3 separate regions of the Mus musculus genome follow, and regions 1 and 3 are each linked to region 2. Evidence: chromatin contacts called from public Hi-C and HiChIP or PLAC-seq data. All regions are on one chromosome and are shown on one strand. Each heading gives the region's core, a stretch centred on a gene start, on an enhancer-like site or on the middle of the called end of the contact. The rest is flanking DNA. Distances are from core to core; before and after follow the strand shown.

What was found. Hi-C and Micro-C count contacts between places; a contact is called where the count stands out from the background. HiChIP or PLAC-seq counts read pairs in DNA pulled down with a chosen protein or histone mark.
Region 1: a contact with region 2 is called in an H3K27ac HiChIP or PLAC-seq map of embryonic stem cells, with 5 read pairs. The contact joins the enhancer-like site here to the promoter of Mtus2 in region 2. A contact is called at or near these places in 6 of 484 Hi-C or Micro-C datasets (the G1E-ER4 cell line, bone marrow-derived macrophages, embryonic fibroblasts and 1 more), 1 of 115 datasets of contacts at active chromatin or transcription factors (embryonic stem cells) and 3 of 9 other capture datasets (adipose tissue, macrophages and pancreatic islet).
Region 3: a contact with region 2 is called in a Hi-C map of cerebral cortex, with 1.9 times the contacts expected there. The contact joins the enhancer-like site here to the promoter of Mtus2 in region 2. A contact is called at or near these places in 3 of 39 promoter capture datasets (embryonic stem cells, liver and maxillary cranial neural crest), 4 of 484 Hi-C or Micro-C datasets (cerebral cortex, cortical neurons, embryonic stem cells and 1 more), 4 of 115 datasets of contacts at active chromatin or transcription factors (embryonic stem cells and heart atrium) and 1 of 9 other capture datasets (embryonic stem cells).

Annotation. Positions count from the first base shown.
Region 1 is chr5:147,842,292-147,844,991 of GRCm38.p6, reverse strand. No RefSeq gene overlaps it. Among named protein-coding and RNA genes, the nearest start is that of Pomp, 17 kb to the left of the region's middle. Within about 2 kb of position 1,346, at least 3 of the 459 cell types and tissues checked have an H3K27ac peak or open chromatin away from gene starts, as enhancers often do. A contact at or near this core is called in embryonic stem cells, where this site is marked.
Region 2 is chr5:147,955,934-147,958,633 of GRCm38.p6, reverse strand. Mtus2 (microtubule associated tumor suppressor candidate 2) reads right to left here and starts at 1,314. Exons shown (of 15, transcript NM_001359503.1): 1 at 913-1,314.
Region 3 is chr5:148,026,041-148,028,740 of GRCm38.p6, reverse strand. All of the region lies in intron 1 of Mtus2 (microtubule associated tumor suppressor candidate 2), which reads right to left. Among named protein-coding and RNA genes, the nearest start is that of Mtus2, 70 kb to the right of the region's middle. Within about 2 kb of position 1,415, at least 36 of the 459 cell types and tissues checked have an H3K27ac peak or open chromatin away from gene starts, as enhancers often do. A contact at or near this core is called in cerebral cortex and heart atrium, where this site is marked.

The sequences.
Region 1 (2,700 bases), core at 97-2,596, 110 kb after region 2:
GTCAAATTCTCAGAAAGATCCAAACAGAAATGAGAAATAGTGCTGTCGGAGGGGTGGCAAGACGACTCAGTAGGTTAAGACACTGTATGATCCTTTGAGGCTCTGAGCTTGGTTCCTGAAACCCTCGAAAAGTCAGATGTGTCTACCATCCTAGGATTCTATTGAAAGATAGAAGGTAGAGACAGAATGGATGTGAGTTTCCAATTATCCTGGGTTCGTCAGACAGTGAAAATACAGAGACCCTGTCTCAATAAGATGAAAAGGGTAAAACCATTCTAGAAAGTTGTTCTCTGACCTCACACAAAAACTTCAAGCACATGTTTCACACATACACACACACAAACTACACAAATGCTAATAACAAATAAAAATCTTAGATGTAGCTTTTGGAAAGATAAGAAGTCCCTAGAATGGTCATTGACATGAAGAGAAGAAAGAGTAGGGACCTTGAAGTTCCTGGGTGACAATGGGGTGTGTGACCTTGCAGAGCCCAGAAAACAGGCCAGAGCACATGCAAAGAAATCTATGGAAATCCAAAGTCTGCAGTTTTTAGTGCCCTGGAGCGAAATAAAAAGATGTTTTTGAGAAGAATCGTTAAACACAACACAGTCTACATTCCTTCTCGGTTCCTGTCAACCCTCCTGATTCCTTCACACATGGATAAGATCATTTTGGCTTTCAAAATGCTGGTTTACAGTTTCTATGCTACGAGATTCTTAGGCTCACTGGTGAGTTTTCTCTCTCAAACCTATTTTTAATTGGAAGAGGCAAGTTTAGTTATCTTGTTTCCAGGAACATTCTAGCAGGCTTAGCAACTCACATTTTATTAGTCTCTGACCTCCTCTATTGAACTCTGGCCTAAAAAGAAACTGTATAAATGTATAGTTAATCTCCCTGCAAAGGGAATCTAAACATATGTCTGAACAGCTTCTACATGTGAAAGCAGGCTGGGGGAGCACATGGCCTCACAGAAAAACATCTAGTAGTTTTTGAGAATTTCTTCCCCCTCTAACTCTTCACATGACCCTTCCCCCACTCCCTCTCAAACTCATGACTACTTCTTCTATATTTATTATTGCTACACACACACAGACATTATATGTGTGTGCCATTTGCATGCGCAAGCGCACACACACACACACACACACACACACTGAGGTCATTTAGTGTTGCTGTCTGTGCACCTGTTTAGGGCTGACCTCCGCGTTACTTTTGAGATGGGAGTGGATACTTACTGGATCCAAGAGGATAAGTGCACTATTTGAAAGGCTAATCAACCCAACCTACAAGCTTTTCCTCTCTAAGAGGCACAGAGTGGGCGGAGTAACTTTCTAGCAGAGAAATGGGGACGGAAGATCCTTTTCCTTTCTCCCTGCCCTTGCTCTTTCATTCACAGCAAGTCTGACAAGAGCTGGGTGACATCGTGGGGGAGAGGGGGGAGGGGAAGGGGGGAGGGACGGGAGCGTCTGGTCTAGGCTGGAATCCTGAATAAGCTGCCAGGACTGGCTGGGAAGGTCTTGGGTGAGTTCCTTCACTTCCTTGTCCCTGACTTTTCATGCTCTGAAAAGGGGGAAGTAGCGTAAGACAATGGCCAAGAGAACACCGCCTTCCTGGTGTCTGAAGGTGGAGAGCAGCCAAAACAGCCACCAGCAACTGTGTGGGAAAATTACACAGCAGAGAAGAAGGCCTGACTGTAGCTATGTGAGACACAGTGAGTCAACCTACGGGACAGGAGACGAATAAATGAATGAATGAAGTTCAAAATAAAAGTAAAGAGTAGACATTTGAGGTATAAACTGGAAGAAACAAGGAAATACAAAATTTTGCAAAATGGCTCCACATGGGCAGAGCCAGGGAAGGGGCACCGGAGTGAGTGGGGCTATTGTTAATGCTGTATTTCTTGAGATCATCTTATTACTCGGAATATGGGTAAGTAGGGGCAGCTGAGGACACAGCTATTGCAGAGGACCAGGGTTCAATTCCCAGCACCCACATAGTGACTCACTACCATTTGGAACTCCAGTTCCAGAGGATATGATGTCTTCTTCTGGTTTCCTTGGATAACGCATGCACGTAGTGCACAGGCATACAAGCAGAGGAAAACAAAACAAGACAAAAACAAAACCCCCAAATATATAAGTAAATATAAAAATATGGATAACTAAAAGGTGGGTGAAGGAGAACCATGCTTGGGACAAAAACGGAAACTGAAGACTCGGATGAACTCAATGGTGTTGGCGTTAAAGTTAAAGGAGACAGAATCGGCAACTTAGTATCCACCACAGTACAGAGTACAATACAAAGTGCTTTGTTGATGTGAATTCAAGTGAGAAAAGTTACTGTGTGCATTATTAAGAAGAAAAACAGGAAGCACATATGACACACACACACCCAAACCTTAAAGTGTATCATGATATGTGACACAGATGACAGTGGTCATTAGAGGCCACACTCCACATTCCCTGGCAAGTTACCAGCACAGGACCTTAATGGAAAAGGATGGGGCAGCATGCATCGAACACTAGACAGTGCTTGGCACCATGTGTTAGTGTTAGAAGTAAACAGCATGCTGTCACAGCTCAAAGTGTCAAGTTGACACAATCTGTACTCATCTAGGAAGAGGGTTCCAGTGAGAGATTGTCTACTTTGGGTTGGCTTATGGACATGTCTATGGAGGGAATGTCTTGATTATGCTAATTG
Region 2 (2,700 bases), core at 65-2,564:
CTCATCTTTGTACCTGAAAAATTACGGTACGTGTGAGCAGAGATCTTTAATAACTGTCAACACACGATTAGCTATGTCCACGTGACAGCAAAATACAACTACCTAACAACTTAAAAGCCAAAACGGCTATGTGACAGGGATCTATTTCTTTAAGTCACTTCCCACCTATTTATTGTCAGAGACGTCCCACTGGTTTTCATAACAGACTTAAAAAAAAAAAAAAAGCCTGTTTTGTGTCTTAACGCTTGAGAGTCTACGGTATGAATTTTTCTTTTGAAAGGACCTCCTGTCGCCTTTAAATGATACCAAAACCATCTCATGCTTATCCTGAAGGAAAGTTTTGAGCTAAGACAGAAATTATGGCTCTGACTTCCTGCGCTCTTACGTTCTCTGGTAACCGCTCCTAACTTTACCAACCAGCAAATATTCCTGTGAAGCACTTACATAACAAAAGAGTGCAGGCGCCTCTGGCACGCCGCCAAGCGTACTTCTCTGGGTGTTTGTATTTAAAATAGAACGGTAGTAACATCACTTGCAAGCCTTTCCCTGCACAGACTCAGAATGAAGGGGGTTGAAAAATGGATGGAGCAAGCCTTACCATTCTAGGGCTCCAAGGAAATAACACATCGGTGCTAAATTAAGACGAAGACACGGACCGAATTATCCCGAGCTGGGGGTGGAGAGGGGTGGGAGCTCGCTTAGGCTAACCCGCTGTCGCCTCTGAAACACCGTGCTCAACCTGACATCCCCGGAAGGTGCGAGTGGGTTGCAGCCTCTCTCCGGCGGAGCAGAAGATGTGGGCAGCGGGGAGCGGGCTCTCTGATGCCAGAGAAGCCAGCAAAAGGCACCGCCTCCGCCCCGCTCTGCACCTGTCTCCAGCCGGATCGGGACGCGCGGACAGCAGTCGCTCACCTGGGTCTGGAGGAGCCAAGAAGGATGTGCAGAGAGACCAGAGCAGCCTCCGGGAGCATCCCGGGCCGGGCTACCTCCGCACGCAGCTCCTTCGCAGCTGGAGTTTGCAACGCGCCCACGCGTCCAGACTCCTGACCCACCCGGGTCTTCTGCAACTTGACAGAGCGCGGGCTGAGGTGGCGCAGGTGGCGAGCTTAGGGCACCGGGGTACCTGGGGCCGTGGCCGCAGCCAGCCCTCCGCCCGCGCACTTCACCACTGGGCACCGCCCAAGCCGCCGGGCTCTGATCACAGGGATGGCCCGGGCTGAGGACGCCTCGCCGGACAAAGACGCCGCTCCCGCCCACCCTCCAGTGAGGTGCCGTCCGCGGTGACAGAAGCCGGGCTGCAGCGGCCCGAGGCGCGCACCCCCTCCCGGCCGCCCGGAGATGCTCGCGAGCCCCGGCGCCTCCTCTCGTCCGGAGCCCCGTGGGGGGAGCCGAGCGCCCTCTGCTGGCCCGACACGACCCGGCAGCTCACGGGACCACAGTGGTCCGGAGCATCCAGCCTCAGACCCCAGAGAAAGGAGAAGCAGCCTGAGGTCGCTGACCTAGACTCCTGACTCCCACGAGTGGGATGTGCTGTGGTCCAATCGGAAGAGAGAGCCTCTTTTAATTGCGTGCAGCAGGAAGAATTGGGGTCCAGCGGGTGAACTCGCAAGGGATGTAGCGGGGCTGATGGACAGGAGACTAAAGAAGTCTCTGTAAGGGTTTTGTGTGTGATTGTGTGCGGGTTTGGCGGGGGTGGGGGTGGGGGAGTTGGGGTGTTTGAGGCAGGATCTCACTTGAGACTCACAGATATCCTCTTGCCTCTGCCTCCAAATCTAGGGGTAATGCATAGCCGGCTACCCACTTGAAAGACTCTTGTCTCAACGCAAGCTTGTCTGCTTCGTAGTTCACAACGTTCCTCAGAAGTAAACATGAACGCAGGACTTCTCAGTAGCCCTTCCAGGTCGCCTGAAAGCAGCGCACCTGGGAAGCCTGAAGACAGCCGGGGGGCTTCTCCAGCCTCTGGCTCACAAGATTTGGGACAGACTGACAGAGAAGACAATGAGATGCTGGCTTACTGATGTGCTTGCTCGCTTTCTCTTGGGGGTCGGGAGTGTGGGGAAAATGGGCTCCCTCCCCCACCCCAGCATTGCTGTGCCGAGCAACATTTTATACCAGCTGAATTTTTGTACTAACTGGTCTATATTGTGAAGGGAAATCATGAAAGAGCACTTTTCACACGGCTGTCTTTTTACATTATTCTATGTGGCCTCCCATTTCTTCTGGAGGAATCTAGGGCACGTTTTATCGCTTTTCCTGTCACCTTCGGGTGTTAACAAGCGGTCTGACTGGCTGTTATTACAAAGTCCAGTCCAATCTAAATCAAACTTTAAGCTCATTTCATTTAAGCCTTCGCCCCTCCCTTCCCCTAACTCACAAACCCCAGCCTGACTTAAACCTAGAAAGATAGTAAAGCCTCCTTTGTGCCATTCACTTTCCTATTTGGGTGCTCTGTGAAGCCCATGCCTCCCAGGTGCAAGGAATGAGGTCCTGGCGCTACAGCTCCTTCCTCGGGCCACTCCCACTCCTCCAGGGACTCATCCCACCCCCACCCCCATCCCACAGGCAGACCTGACCATCTTCCACCACATCGGCTGACAGTGTTCATTAAACTCTCTACAGAAGCTCTGGTTAGCTTCTTCCTTGAGCCTCACACTCCAGATGACAGGCACCAGCTTCTTCAACACATTTCTTCTCAGGCAC
Region 3 (2,700 bases), core at 166-2,665, 70 kb before region 2:
TCCATCCCGTTGCATTTGGAATCGGTTGTTTGAGTCATTCCGCAGGACTTGTCCACATCTTTGTCTCTGGAAGGGAGGACGTGGATCCCATGAAAGAGTCTGAATTCAATGTCAAGTTCTGTGGCTCATGAGTTACGATTTCCCTCCTAAGAAGAAGGAGGAAAAGGCCTTCTACGGCGCTATGAGAAGCTTCGTAGAAAACAAAAACAAAAACAAAAACACCACGTTAAAAAACAAAACAAAACAAAAAGGATCTAATGAATGCAATTATCATTTTCAGTAATTGTTAATGGAGAAGAAAAGACCTCTGTCCATTTAGAGAGAAAGAACACTAGGCGCGCCACCTAAATCCTTAGAACCCCCGGGCAAAGTGCTAAGTCCACACAGAATCCACTCAGCGTCTCCACACCCCGTCATCTGCGAGATGGACTCCATTCTTCAGCACAGGACACCCGCTGAGGCAGACGCAAAGCCCCAGATGGTGGAAGCCATCACTCCCTAAGATGAGCCACTCCCTCTGTTCCACGCACATACGTGCTTCCTGCCATCTCAGCCACGCCTCCCATGTTCCCCACAATTTTGCTCCACCCCTGAGCCCTTTAACCTCCCAGGCAGCTTGTTGGCAGTGTGCCCCGCCCCCAAGTCGGAACTTCAGCCCATGTGTTGTCCCCAGCAGCCCCCCCCTTTCAGTAAATGCCCCTGCCCTTTCAAATCCGCATCCCACATCGTTCAGAAGATTTCTTTAAAGGTTCTATCAGCCACAGCCATCAACATCCCTACTGTGGAAGGCAGCCCTTTCCAAATGACCACACAGCTTTGAAGGGAACGCACAGGGAGCAGCAAGGTAGGGAGAGGACCCCTGCCCGGTCAATCCGAGTGATCCATGAAGTGACAGCTGTTAAAGGCCACTGCCCTCCCTTTCTAGCTTACGTTCCCTTTGAAAAGAGGCCCTGGTGGGAAGCAGCCAAATCTGAATGGAAGGTTCCATGGAAAGGCAAGAAAATAATCTGCAATGGCGAGAGAGGCACCCGGCAGGAGCACTGGCCAATGCTCCACACTGAACGATGTGGACTGGTCTACACCACGTAACAATTAAGAGAGAGACAGAGAGAAAGGAGGGAAGGAAGGAAGAAGGGAGGGAGGGAAGAAGAGAGGAAGGAAGGAAAGAAGGAAGGGAGGAAGGGAGGAAGGGAGGAAGGGAGGAAGGAAGGAAGGAAGGAAGGAAGGAAGGAAGGAAGGAAGGAAGGAAGGAAGGAAGGAAGGAAGGAAACAAAGAAAGGGAAAATGGCTGCCTTGAGGTTGAAGAATGCCAAAGACTAATCAGAAGCATGCAGATGAAACCCAGTGAGTGAGCAAGAGGATTCATCAGTGTCTAGAGCAAAGCAAGGCAGCTGGGGTGCAATGACTGTGAGCAGACAGGAACGTGCCACAGCGGTCTGCAGCCTGCGGTGACGCTACTGAGACCTGGGACTGGCCTCCCCACTGAGGTCAAGTTAAGGACAAGTGGGCGTTCTCTGGACCACGTGGTATTGCCGAAGGCAGACGGGAAAGGCAGAGACCGCAGGATCTACAGCCGGGAGGAGAAGAAGTGTTTGACTTAAAAATAAGGATTTCATTTTAGCAGCGAGAGCCTCTCATATGTGGCCACCAATTTTCCCAGACGCGACACGCAGGAAAATATCACGTATGTGGGTCACACAGAGCTGCTTGGTGATAGTGGGGTCTTTTTATGGCAACATCATTAAGCTATTTATAGCAAGCAATTAAAAAGGCTCTAAGTGGGCCACCACATTCCCATCTGGTGGCTCTGGCTGTGACGGGCATAAAACTGGCAATGAGATAAGAGGCTTACCCACGGCATCGCACTACAGGCTCACAAAGGCCACCTCAGGGTTCCTCTAAACTCGCCTTTAGGTGGTCTTTGTATCTTATTTTGTAAAGTCACTTTAATTAAGCACGGGGCGAGTTACACACAGTGCAGGCCACATTATGGGAAAACATCAAGTTTGTTTAGTGCTAAGCTGGCATTAGGGCAAGCAGGCAGGCGAACACAGTCACAGGGACCTGACAAGCAGGAAGATGTGCCTTAGGGCTGGAACTTCAGTTTTCTGACATATAAAATCGGTACCTAGCAACTGACTTCTGTTTTTCATGAATACGATGTGCCAATCAACTTTGGGCCCAGACACCGCTCAGTAAATGACAGCTGCTTTAAGTACCATTAACACAGCCCAGGCCACCTCCCCCTTGTGGTGAACTTGCAGAAACACACTCATCCAGGAACCCACCTCCGGTCACTTACTCCAAACCTGGTCACTGGTACAGCTATACAAGGATGTTTTACCAAACACTGCACATGCTCACTGCTCACAGTACTCATGATCTTAGAAGAGCATCTTCCCCCATGCCTCAGCTCCACATCGAGGCCATTCCCACCATAGCCCCTTCTTACGCAGAACCTCTCTGTGCTGACCATACCTTGACGTGGGTCACCGTGAGCACGTGAATGAGCAAAGGAATCAGCCATCTTCCTTCCTAATTATCCAGTTAGAAAATTCACCAGCTCACTGGGCTGGACCTCAGTAGAATCACCACTTTAACCACTAGCCACTTCTCTGTCTGTGGTGAGCAGACATCTGTGCCGTGTCTTCTCAGAAAAGTGTTAAACAATGGCCACCTACGGAAACCTCACAGGGCAGA